Linked DNA regions of Ovis aries: all the other regions are linked to region 1. Evidence: chromatin contacts called from public Hi-C data. All regions are on one chromosome and are shown on one strand. Each heading gives the region's core, a stretch centred on a gene start, on an enhancer-like site or on the middle of the called end of the contact. The rest is flanking DNA. Distances are from core to core; before and after follow the strand shown.

Region 1 (3,513 bases), core at 273-2,772:
AAGAATCTACCACTTCTTCAAAGATGAGGATTAAGTGCTAAACCTTTCTTGAGTCTTTATCTGATAAGTATTTAAAAATTTTTTTGTTTTAAACTTTCCAAGTTTATCAACTGTGAGCAATGACAAGGAGATCTTGTTTACACTGAAAATGCTTACACTGAGACTGATACATATGTGAGATGCTGATGTGTTTCAGGTACTTTTTTTGTAGTTTTTACTAACATTAGGACTGGATTCACATCCAACCATGCAACATATATTATCGGGATACAATCCAAACGAGAGATATATTAACCGAATCAAACGTATTTTAAAGACAGCTGGCTGGAGTTTCGGTGAAGTCTGAGCCACTTGGGGATCTGCCTTGGGTACCATTCTCCACTTTTGGGCAAACCAGCGTGCAAAGGGGTTGAAGACAGCAGCAGCTCTAGAAATGTCTCACACTCTGACAGCAGCTCAATAAAACCCGAGGTTTCCTACTGCTCTCTGAGCAACTGCAGAATCCCAGAGGCCAAATGAAAAGGCTGAACTGCTCTCTGCCCCTGATCCCTGGCTGCATTCTTTCTCGAAGTGACCTGTTTTCTTACTGGGAGACTGCCCCACTCCGCCCACCTGGTGCCTCCCTAGATTTCCTGATAGCCCTGGGCTTATTTTTTAACCTCTTCCGTGAAAAGCACCGCTCCACTGACCCAGACTGGGCGCACCTCCCCTATGGTCACTGACCCTCCTAGTGTCCCGGGTGAATCGTTTCTCTTCAAAAGCCTTAGAAAACCAGCAGCAATTGGGGGCGAGGTGTCTTCCAATGCCTGTAAATGCCTCTTATCCTGCGTTTAATACGCCGGGTTTAAGGAGAGCAGAGAGACAACGGGAAATGACTCGTTGCTGAGTAGGGCCTGGCGGGGGCCCCCTCGGGCTGGCGTTATCTTTTTACATTCAACTGCCCTGGGTCCCGAGAGCCTCTCCAGGTAACTTAGACTGAGTTGGGGGCGGCTAAGGCGTGAGGAGTGAGTTACTGTCTTAGCTCCTCTAAGCAGAAGCAGCACTAGAAAGCGCCCCCCACCCCCACCACCACCCCGGGTTCTAGAAATCCCAGCCTTGACCTGGAGACAAACTCCAAACCCAAATAAACGGTCTCCGCCCGGGCGCCGAGAGCCTCCCCATCGTCATCACCCTGCTCCCCGTCCCTCGGGCCAGCCGCCCCCCGCCTCGCCAGGCGCGGCGGGCTCAGCCTCCTCGGGGCCAGACCCCGGCGCCCGCCTCGCGCCCCGCACCCCGCACCCAAGCCCGGCGGGGCCCGAGGGGGTGGTGGGGGGTGGGGGGCGGAGGTCGGGGAAGCAGGAGGCGGAGTTCCGTCCTTCGCTGATTGGCTCGCGGCGGATGGGCTGCGGCCGGGCGCAGCCAACCCGCGGCGTGTTGCTATGTGCTGCGCCGAGGGGATAGGCGCGGGAGCGCGTCCGTCACCCGGCAGCCCCCGGCCCGGCCCGGAGGGATGCGGCGCGGCGGCGGCGGCGGCTGTGGCTTTAAGAGCGCGCCCGGGGCCCGGGATCCGGCCGGGCGGTCCTTCGCTGCTGCGCATCCCCGCGGAGCCGACCGCGGCGCGGGCCGGACGGGGCTGCTGGCTGCCGGGTGAGTGAGACGCGAGCGCGGCGCGCGTGGGCGTGGGGCGTGCTGACAGCGCGGGGCGCCCGGTCGGAGCGCGGGGCGCGCGTCCCCGTCCCCCTCCATCCCGCCCCGGGGCCCCGGCGGCCCGGCTCCCTGGGAGCGAGCGCGGCACCCTCCGCCTGGCGCGGCCGAGGTGGGGTCCGGCGCGGGGGTCGCCCCGGGGCGAGGTGGGGGGGCCGCGGGCGCAGGGGGCGGGGAGCCAGCCGCCGGGGCCACGTGACCGGTTTGTTTACAAACACTGCCGGGGCCCCGGCTGCGGCCCGCGGCTGGCGCCGAGGGGGCGCAGGTCCCGGGTCGGGGCCGGGGACCCGGGCGACGAGCCGGGCAGGTCTGGAGCGAGCGGGGCCGGGGCGGGGGGTGTGAACCCGAGACCCGATGGCCGCGCCTTTCTCAGCTTAGTTCCCGCGGATTGGGACGAAGTGGGTGGGGGCCAGGGTGGGAGTTGCAGGCGCTTTCTGTCCCCGATGTCGCTGGGTCTCCGCTGGAGACACTGGGTCCGGGGGCGCCGCCCTCGGTGTGTCCCCCCGCCTCCCGCCTTTTGCGAGACTAGCCGCCCTCAAGACTCCGAGGAGCGCTTGGCCGGCCGCGGGCAGAGGTAACCGCAGCCGAGTTCCTGCCTGGCCGCTTCCCGGCGCCTCCCCAGCGCCCTTGCCAAAGAGGTGGGCGCGAGTTCACTCCTGCCCGACGGAATCAGGGAGCCTCTCCAGCGCGTATCTCTCGGGAAGCGGGTCTGGCGGGGCACCCCGGAGCTCTCACTGCTTCAGGTGCACCCTCCCTGGCCGCTGACCTCCTCTGGGTAGCTTCACCCCAAGTGGTGACTTTTCTCTTGTTGGCGAGGATGGTGGGGAGGGGAACCACCTGTTCGTTTGGACCGGGCCCAGGAGCCTGCCACCTCTGACTTCACTCTCGGCTTACAGGAGCTTACAAAGCCAAGGGAGTGAGCGCCCTCCGTTTTTCTGTGTGATGTAGCTGACCCACCCGCAGTCCCGCGGCTTTGAATGGCCCGGGGAAACCGCCCCTGGGCTTCGCTGGGTTTTTTGTTTTTGAGCTCCGGCCTCCTTGTCAGTTGCTCTCCTCGAGTGTTGAGGCTGTTTTCAGTAAGTCGTTGCTTCTGGTGAGTCTAAAAGCCGAAAATACAGCTAGCTACTTTTTTTGGCCACATCCTGCTGGCAGGCGGGATCTTAGTTCCCCTACCAGGGATGGAACCCACGCCCCCTGCGATGGCAGCTGGAACCTTAACCCCTGGACCGCCAGAGAAGCCCCAGCCATTCCTTCTCCCCCTGGCTCTTACTCCCATGTTCCTCTCTTCTGGTCCAGCAAGATGCGGCTGCCTGTCCTAGAGCATTGGGCAAGAAGGGATGCTTGTGTTCCACTTGCTCCCGGAACATTGGCCACACAAGGAACCTAGGGGATTGAAAAGCTAAGTGACTTGCCCAAGGCAGCTGATGTCACTGGTTCTGGGGTGAGACGTGACCTCACATGCCTGATGCTGTCCAGTGCTGTCCTGATTCTGAGAGCTCAGAGCCTTGTGGTCAGTGGGCCTGAATTCACCCTTCCCTGACTTTCCTTTGACCTAGTTCCTGCCCCAGGACTGCATTGATGGATTGAACCTGAGTTCTCTCTATTCCTTAGACTGAGACTGAGCCTCCCCCGCCCCCGGCTCCCTACCCCCTCATAAGGGAACATTTCAATTCTTCTAATGTGTGATAATGAGTGTGCAAGTTCTTTACCAAGGAACAGGTCCAGCCTGGGGAGAGTTGTGCAAACTTCCCTTTGGCACCTTTCCGTATCCCCAGCTCCTTGAGAAGGGTCTGGGGCAGGAAGGAGCCTTGGGCTGACCCCCCCCTACTC
Region 2 (3,513 bases), core at 283-2,782, 230 kb after region 1:
TCTCTGATTTGTGATAGCTTAAATTTCTAGCAGAATACAGGATGTTAGGAGATTCCTTTAATGGATGAGAGAAATCTGGGATGTCCTTCTACAGATTTATTCCTGTGGAATGCAGAAGATACAAAGTTATTAGAAAGTTGCTCTCACTCAAAATCTGATAAACTTGCATTTTAGGAGATGTTTATCAGTCCTATTTACAAGGAGTTGGTATACATATATTCTTAATGAGTACAACAAAATCTTAAGGTCCAATGACATCTTTTGAAGCCTAGTCAGATAGGAGAGTAGGGACTTCTAGTTAATGTAAAGTGATAATTTGAGTTGTCTTTGGCAGGAAGTACTGAACAGGAAGTACTAACAGCAGGAAGAGTTGGAAAGTCCAAGAAATAATCTTGCACGGCTTTTGTTATGATTGACACTACTTACAAAATTGCAAGTTTCTACAACAGAAAGACCTGCTTCACAAAGTACCTATGCTGAAAAATTCACCCCACCTCAATTGTTGTATATGTGTTTAACTTTTCAATTCTTGTGGTTTCCAAGGAATCAACAACCATTAAAATGAGCTTAGCGGACTTCCCTGTCAGTCCAGTGGTTAAGACTCCTTGATTCCAGGGCAGGGGTCACCGGTTTCATCCCTGGTTGCTGAACTAAGATCACACAAGATGCCCGTGGTGCAGCAAAATAAATAAATAAATGCGATTAACTTCTCTGGAAATCAAATCGTTCATCCAACCATCCAGCAAATTCAAAAAATATTAACAGCCCAATTTGATGCTGGGCCGAGTGTATCACAGTTTTCTAAAGTTGCTGCCCTGCGTCTAGCTGGGGGAAAGGAGAAGAAAATACGCATCTAAATATAATTTAACATGCAGGGTCCGATGCATGTTCACAGCGTCCCCGATGAACAGCGTGGGGAGCCTAATTTTTGACACTACGCAAGAAGTTCGGGTGTGCCACTCATAACCCGTGTGCCTTTGCAGGACATTTCAGGACAAGCAATTGTGGCTCAGCTGGTAAAGAATCCGCCTGCAATGTGGGAGACCTCGGTTCAATCCCTGGGTTAGGAAGATTCCCCCGGAGAAGGGAACGGCTACCCAGTCCAGTATCCTGGCCTGGAGAATTCCATGGCCTGTATAGTCCCTGGGGTGGCAAAGAGTTAGACACGACTGACCGACTTTCACTGAAGGTGAGAATGTTGTGGAACGCCAAACGCTAGCAAAGATTTCAGCTCCTGACGAAGGGTCACATCACGTTAGGTGTGTGAAGGTTGGATACGTCTGCAGCGACCACTGATTTTAAAAAAAGGCGTCTCCCGGCCCTTTTGGGCACAAGCGGAGACCCTGGACCGCGCCCTCCCGGACGTCGGGGCTGGCTTCGCGCGCGGAGCTGCAGCGCACGCGGACGGCGGGCGGGAAATATCCGCCCGGGCGGGCGGGCTCGTAGCGCCACGTCATCGGGCGGCTCCCCCGCCCCTCGCCCGAGTCGCACGCGCGGAAGTAAACACCGCGACGTCATCAGGGCGCGTCTTCGCCTCTCCCCGCCCATCTCCCCAGGACCGGTGGACGTGCTCACCTCCGCTCGGGGCCAGGTCTATGTCCCGGTTTCCCGCCGTCGCGGGCAGGGCGCCAAGGCGGCAGGAGGAAGGTGAGAGATCGCGAGACCTCCAGGAAGAGCGGCCTTCGGCAGGTTCCGTCGCGGATAGAGGTGCGGTCCGCGGGACCCCGCGGAGGCCAGCGGGAGTGGTAGCACGGGGCTTTGGGAGGATGGCGGGGTGATGAAAGTCCGCCTGAGACAGGCGGAGAAGAGGAGGCTGCAGGCTGCAGCCTTCCTGTCGCCCTCCAAGCCGGAGGCGAACTTTGCGTCCAGTGAACCACTTTGGACTGGAGAGGGGCGGTCCCAGACCTAAGTTGGGCGAGAACCCTGCTGAGGGGCAAAAAAAGTGCACCCCAACGCCGGGACGCGTCCTGCTCTTAAATAGGCTCAGAAAGCCTTTGTTCTCTACCCACCCGTTCCCCCCCCCACCCCTCCGCCCCTCCGCCGGGCCGCCAGCCTGCCTTTGGGTACGGTATGAAGGGAGCCAGTTTCCAGGAGCCAGTTTCCATGGTTACCCACCACTTGGCCTTCTGGGATATCAGTCACTCTGAACGGGGACCTAACTTGAACCGTGAATCAGAAGCAAATACAGGTGGCTTTTCATTCAGCTGAGAGTTTTTCTGCCCTGTTCCAGATTTGAGGTCTATTATTTAATAAAATTGGGTTTTGTGCTTCTGGATAGGTATACCTGCAAATACATTGCCTTGTGCTAGGCTTACTTTGTCAGATACTTTGAGTCATGCATTATGAAATGCTCAAGTTGATCTCACTAAAAAGTTGCTCTGAGCTTAGAAACGCTCGCTCGCAAATGGGATGTAAGGGATTTCACCGAGAAGTCATGGGTTGATTCTTTCCAGCCCTAAAATTCTATTGTCACTCTCTTTTTCAGTTTTGGGAAATTGAGATATCTTTACAGGCCTTTTAATTGCACATTCCCCCCTACCCCCGCCCTGTCGTTACAGAAGAGAAAGGATGCACTTCACAGGAGGGAGGAACTACTCCAACTTTTCCCATTCAGAAACAAAGAAAAAAGCTTATTCAAGCTGTGAGGGACAATTCATTCCTTATTGTTACTGGAAATACAGGAAGTGGTAAAACAACTCAACTCCCAAAATATCTATATGAAGCAGGTAATTTTATTCTGGGATAATATTCGGAGCATTTAAAAAATATCCTCTTAAAAGCTAATAGGACTTCTGTATTACATAAATGCCTATCATTTGTTTTACAGTCTGATTCTTCTCTTGGCACACTGTCCTTGTATATTTCGCTCTTTTTTGCAGTCTTATTTCAGATTCCGGAATTAGTTGCATGGCATTTTCAGTTACCATAAAAATTCCAAATAGAATTATAGGTAGATATTGATTCTCTGCTGTAGAGTAGGTTGTCTTGCAGTAGACTGTTGAACGTTGGGTATTGAAATGATTTTCAAGGGAAGGGATATATTGATATCTGTTGCTGCCATTACTATTTCTGGATTCTTTTTCCAGAGTGACATCAGGTAACTGTTTATTCCTTGATTTTCGTAACACCAAGCCTGCCAACAAATTACCCTTACAGTGTCTTTCCTTTCAATATGGTAAAACTTTATATCATAAGGTTGGTATACAGCAAAATTATGTAGGATATTATAAAAATTTCTTAGCTTATATATTAACTTACTCTGATAAATCAGGTCTTTTAAGATGCTACCTGTTGGGCTTCCCTGGTGGCTCAATGGTAAAGAATCTGCCTGCAGATAAGATAAGAATCTGCCTGCCAATACAAGAGGCATGGGTTGGATCCCTGGTCTGGGAAGACCCCACATGCAGTGGAGCAACTAAGCCCATGCGCCACAGCTATTGAACCCTTGCTCTAGAGCCCAAGAGCTGCAACTCCTGGAGCCCTCTCGGCCTAGAGCTTGAAACGAGAAGCCCA
Region 3 (3,513 bases), core at 621-3,120, 180 kb after region 1:
CCATTCATTCCCTTCTCCAGGGGGTCTTCACATCCCAGGGATCAAACCTGGGTCTCCCGTACTGCAAGCACATTCTTTACTGTCTGAGCCACCAGGAAAGCCCCCTTGTCAGTGGCATAAACCCCATATGCTGGGAGAGTAGGCATATAGGATTTCAAGAAATTTTTTTCTCTAGTGTATCCTGTCCCAGGAATACTCTGGCTCCTACTGGAACATGCTGGCTTTTTCTCGCAGCTCCTTTGCAGGAGAGCTCCTTTTCCCTCTTCTCAGATCCAGCAGAATTATGCTGAACTGAACACAGCCGTGGACTTTGCAGCCAGGAGAGGAGGTGAGGCAGATGCTGAACAAGATCCTTCTTTTTTTGTGAGGCCGAGGCTTCTACGGTATCTTTCTACCCCCAGGAGTGCTCGCTCTATGTGGAGAGGGGAGCCCCTCTGTCATCTCTGAGTGTTCAGAGAGGTCGAGGCAGTCAGAATAGTCAGGGGGGTGCACCAGACCCTCTCATCCCACTAGTCAGGGTCCCAGGGGTCATATCCCAGGGTCCTGGCCAGGACATAACAGAGTCAGCTGAGCATTCAGTCATGTTCGAGGCTCTTCAACTAGGGAATTCCCTGACAGTTCGTTGTTTAGGACTGAGGTTCAGTCCGTGGTCAGGGAACTAAGATCCTGCAAGTTGCATAGTGCAGCCAGAAAAAAAGAAAGAAAGAAAACCTCTTCATCTCAGGAAGAGGAAACAACACGTTCAAAGGCCCTGAGGAGGCATTTGCTTGCAGAGCAATGAGGCCAGTGCTGGGAGTGTGGTGAGCAAGGAGGTCGTCAGAAAAGCAGCTTTGTGGTTCTCTATCATGTGCGATGGGAATCTGTTGGAGGGTTTTAAGAAAAGGAATGACATGGGCCGACATAGGTCCACAGAATTAATCTGGAGACTTCCCTGGTGGTCCAGTGGCTACAACTCTGCACTACCAAGGCAAGGGGCCCGGGTTCCATCCCTGGTCGGCAAACTACATCCCACGTGCCGCACAACTAACAGTGTCCATGCTCAGCAAAGATTGAAGATCCCACATGCTGGGCCGCAACTAAGACCTGGTACAGCCAAATAAATAAATAAAACTAAATAGTTTAATATATCATTATTAAAAAATAATTAATTTGTTTGTTGAACGGAGAGGGCAAAGGAAGAAGGAGGTAATTCTCTTAGGAGACTGCAGTAATCCAGATTAGATGCTGGTGACTGAGGGAGAGATAGTCCAGGGGAAACGGAGACTTGGACAGACATGGGGTGTATTTTGAACGTAAAGCAGACAGGATTTGCTCATGAATTAGACGTGGGGAGGGAAAAAGAGACAAGTCGAGGATGACTCTAATGTTTATACCTGAGCAACTGGAAGTTTGGAATAAGATTGCAGTTCATTTTTATTAAGTCTGAGATGCTTGAGTTATCTAAGGCTTGCCACCAAAGGTGTTCGGGATAGAGACCTAGGAGAGAAACAAGTCATCAGTGCATGGATGGTAATTAAAGCTGTGAAACTGAATGAAACCTGAGTATAAACAGAGAAGATTTATGAGGGCTGAGTCGTGGACACTCCCATGTTCAGAGCTCAGGGACATGAGAAGGAACCAGTAGTGAAAACTGAGGAGGAATGGCTATTGTGGCAGCTGCTTTTGTGCATAGGGAAAAAATGCTTTAAGAAAGATCAGTTGTGATCAGTGAAAGTGACCAGTTGTGTTAAAGGTACAAAATGTGCTGTTTGCACGTTTTGGAAATGAGGGCAGGAAATTTATGACTGGATTGAGCAATGTGGAGCTGTTAGCACTCAACTGCTACTTACATACTATCAACTGACCTTTGTTTATTTTCCATCTCCTCCCATTTAGATGTAACCTCTGCCACATTTTGTTTTGTTCACGACTACATTCCTAGTTGCCTAATAGTGCCCAGTATATGGTAAGTGCTCAACAAATATTTCTCAATAAGTATTTCCTGAATGGAAATTTGTGAAAAACAAGAAAACTTGCATTTTATTTCTCTATTCCTCTTTGTACAAAAATAGCTTGCATTTAAATTTCAGTAGAGGAAGTAATGGTGTAGCATTAGATTTTGAATTATGTTGAGAATTTGGCAAAGAATTTGACCTCACTAAGCTTTTGTTTGCTTATTCATAAAAGGAGGCAGATGATAATATGTTTGAGAATGTACCCCAAACCATGTCCACTACGTAGTGAGGACTGTTAATGCTTTGTAAATCTGAAGGGGTCACATGGACCAGAACACAGTGACATGCAAAATTTATTTAGATATATAACTCATTTGACATGGGAAGTTTCATTGATTTGAGGAACCCCCAAAACAGGAAATGTTGCTGGTAGGTTGCATTTCCAACAAAAAGCACTGGCATGTGTCTCAGGGTGGAATAGGGCTTCCCAGGTGGCTCAGTGAGTGAAGAATCTGCCTGCAATACGGGATACTCAGGAGGCATGGGTTCGATCCTTGGGTTGGGAAGATCCCCTGGAGGAGGGCATGGCAACCCCTTCTAATAATCTTGCCTGGGAAATCCCATGGACAGAGGAGCCTGGCAGGCTATGGTCCATAGGGTTGCAAAGAGTCGGACATGACTGAAGCACCTGAGCACATAGACACAGGATGGAATAAGGGTCATAATACACTAAGATTAGTCTTTTTTTTTTTTTTAATATAGCTCCTTTTATCCTTTTACTTTCGAATTTATCATGTCCTTACATTTTAAATTTTCCACTCACCTTCAACTATTTACCTAGCACTTACATTATATTTGGGCTTCCTTGGTGGCTCAGACAGTAAAGAATCTGCCTTCAATGCGGGAGACACGTGTTCAATCCCTGGGTCAGGAAGATCCCCTGGAGGGAATGGCAACCCACTCCAGTATTCCTGCCTGGAGAATTCCATGGACAGAGGAGCCTGTCAGGCTACAGTCCATGGGATCGCAAAGAGTCAGACATACTGGTGGGCTCAGTAGTTGCAGCTCGCGGGCTTTAGAGCACAGGTTTCAGCAGCTGTTGGGCACAGGCTTAGTGGCCCTGCGGCATGTGGAATCCTCCCGGGCTAGGGAGCGAACCCGTGTCCCCTGCATTGCAATCTGCATTGCAAGGTGGATTGTTAACCACTGAATGGCTAGGGAAGCCCTGAGATGAGTCTTATTCTTATGGTTAACATTAAAATGTAATAGCTTTGAGGCCTTTTTTTTTGTCTTACTGTAGATTCTATAGTTAAGTACCATTACATTGTAGACCCAAGATGGGTAGGTTTTGGTGAGGCTACTCCCTCTTCACCTACTTTTCCCTAGATTGATCTGATCTGAATCTTACAGAAGGCACAGCATCGGCTAGAGCAGATGCCAAAGCTTGGAAAAACTGCAAATTCATGGTGATCCAAGCATTCACCTTAAAAGGTTAACTAGGAAGCTCTTAAAGGATCTTGTAGATTTAAAGTAGGTAAAGATTATATTTTAAACAAGATTGGCCTTTAGCAGGGGAAAA

What was found. A called contact is a pair of places that touch in the nucleus more often than the background predicts.
Region 2: a Hi-C map of hypothalamus shows a contact between it and region 1, with 5 times the contacts expected there. The contact joins the promoter of DHX40 here to the promoter of YPEL2 in region 1. A contact is called at or near these places in 2 of 16 Hi-C or Micro-C datasets (hypothalamus and omental adipose tissue).
Region 3: a contact with region 1 is called in a Hi-C map of omental adipose tissue, with 2.2 times the contacts expected there. The contact joins the enhancer-like site here to the promoter of YPEL2 in region 1. A contact is called at or near these places in 5 of 16 Hi-C or Micro-C datasets (liver, mixed tissues, omental adipose tissue and 1 more).

What each region holds. Positions count from the first base shown.
Region 1 is chr11:9,991,956-9,995,468 of ARS-UI_Ramb_v3.0, forward strand. It overlaps YPEL2 (yippee like 2), which reads left to right and starts at 1,523. Exons shown (of 8, transcript XM_060395149.1): 1 at 1,523-1,626.
Region 2 is chr11:10,226,401-10,229,913 of ARS-UI_Ramb_v3.0, forward strand. It overlaps DHX40 (DEAH-box helicase 40), which reads left to right and starts at 1,533. Exons shown (of 17, transcript XM_060395129.1): 1 at 1,533-1,647; 2 at 2,559-2,726. The coding sequence starts at 1,596.
Region 3 is chr11:10,169,176-10,172,688 of ARS-UI_Ramb_v3.0, forward strand. No RefSeq gene overlaps it. Among named protein-coding and RNA genes, the nearest start is that of DHX40, 57 kb to the right of the region's middle. Within about 2 kb of position 1,871, at least 8 of the 54 cell types and tissues checked have an H3K27ac peak or open chromatin away from gene starts, as enhancers often do. A contact at or near this core is called in liver and tail adipose tissue, where this site is marked.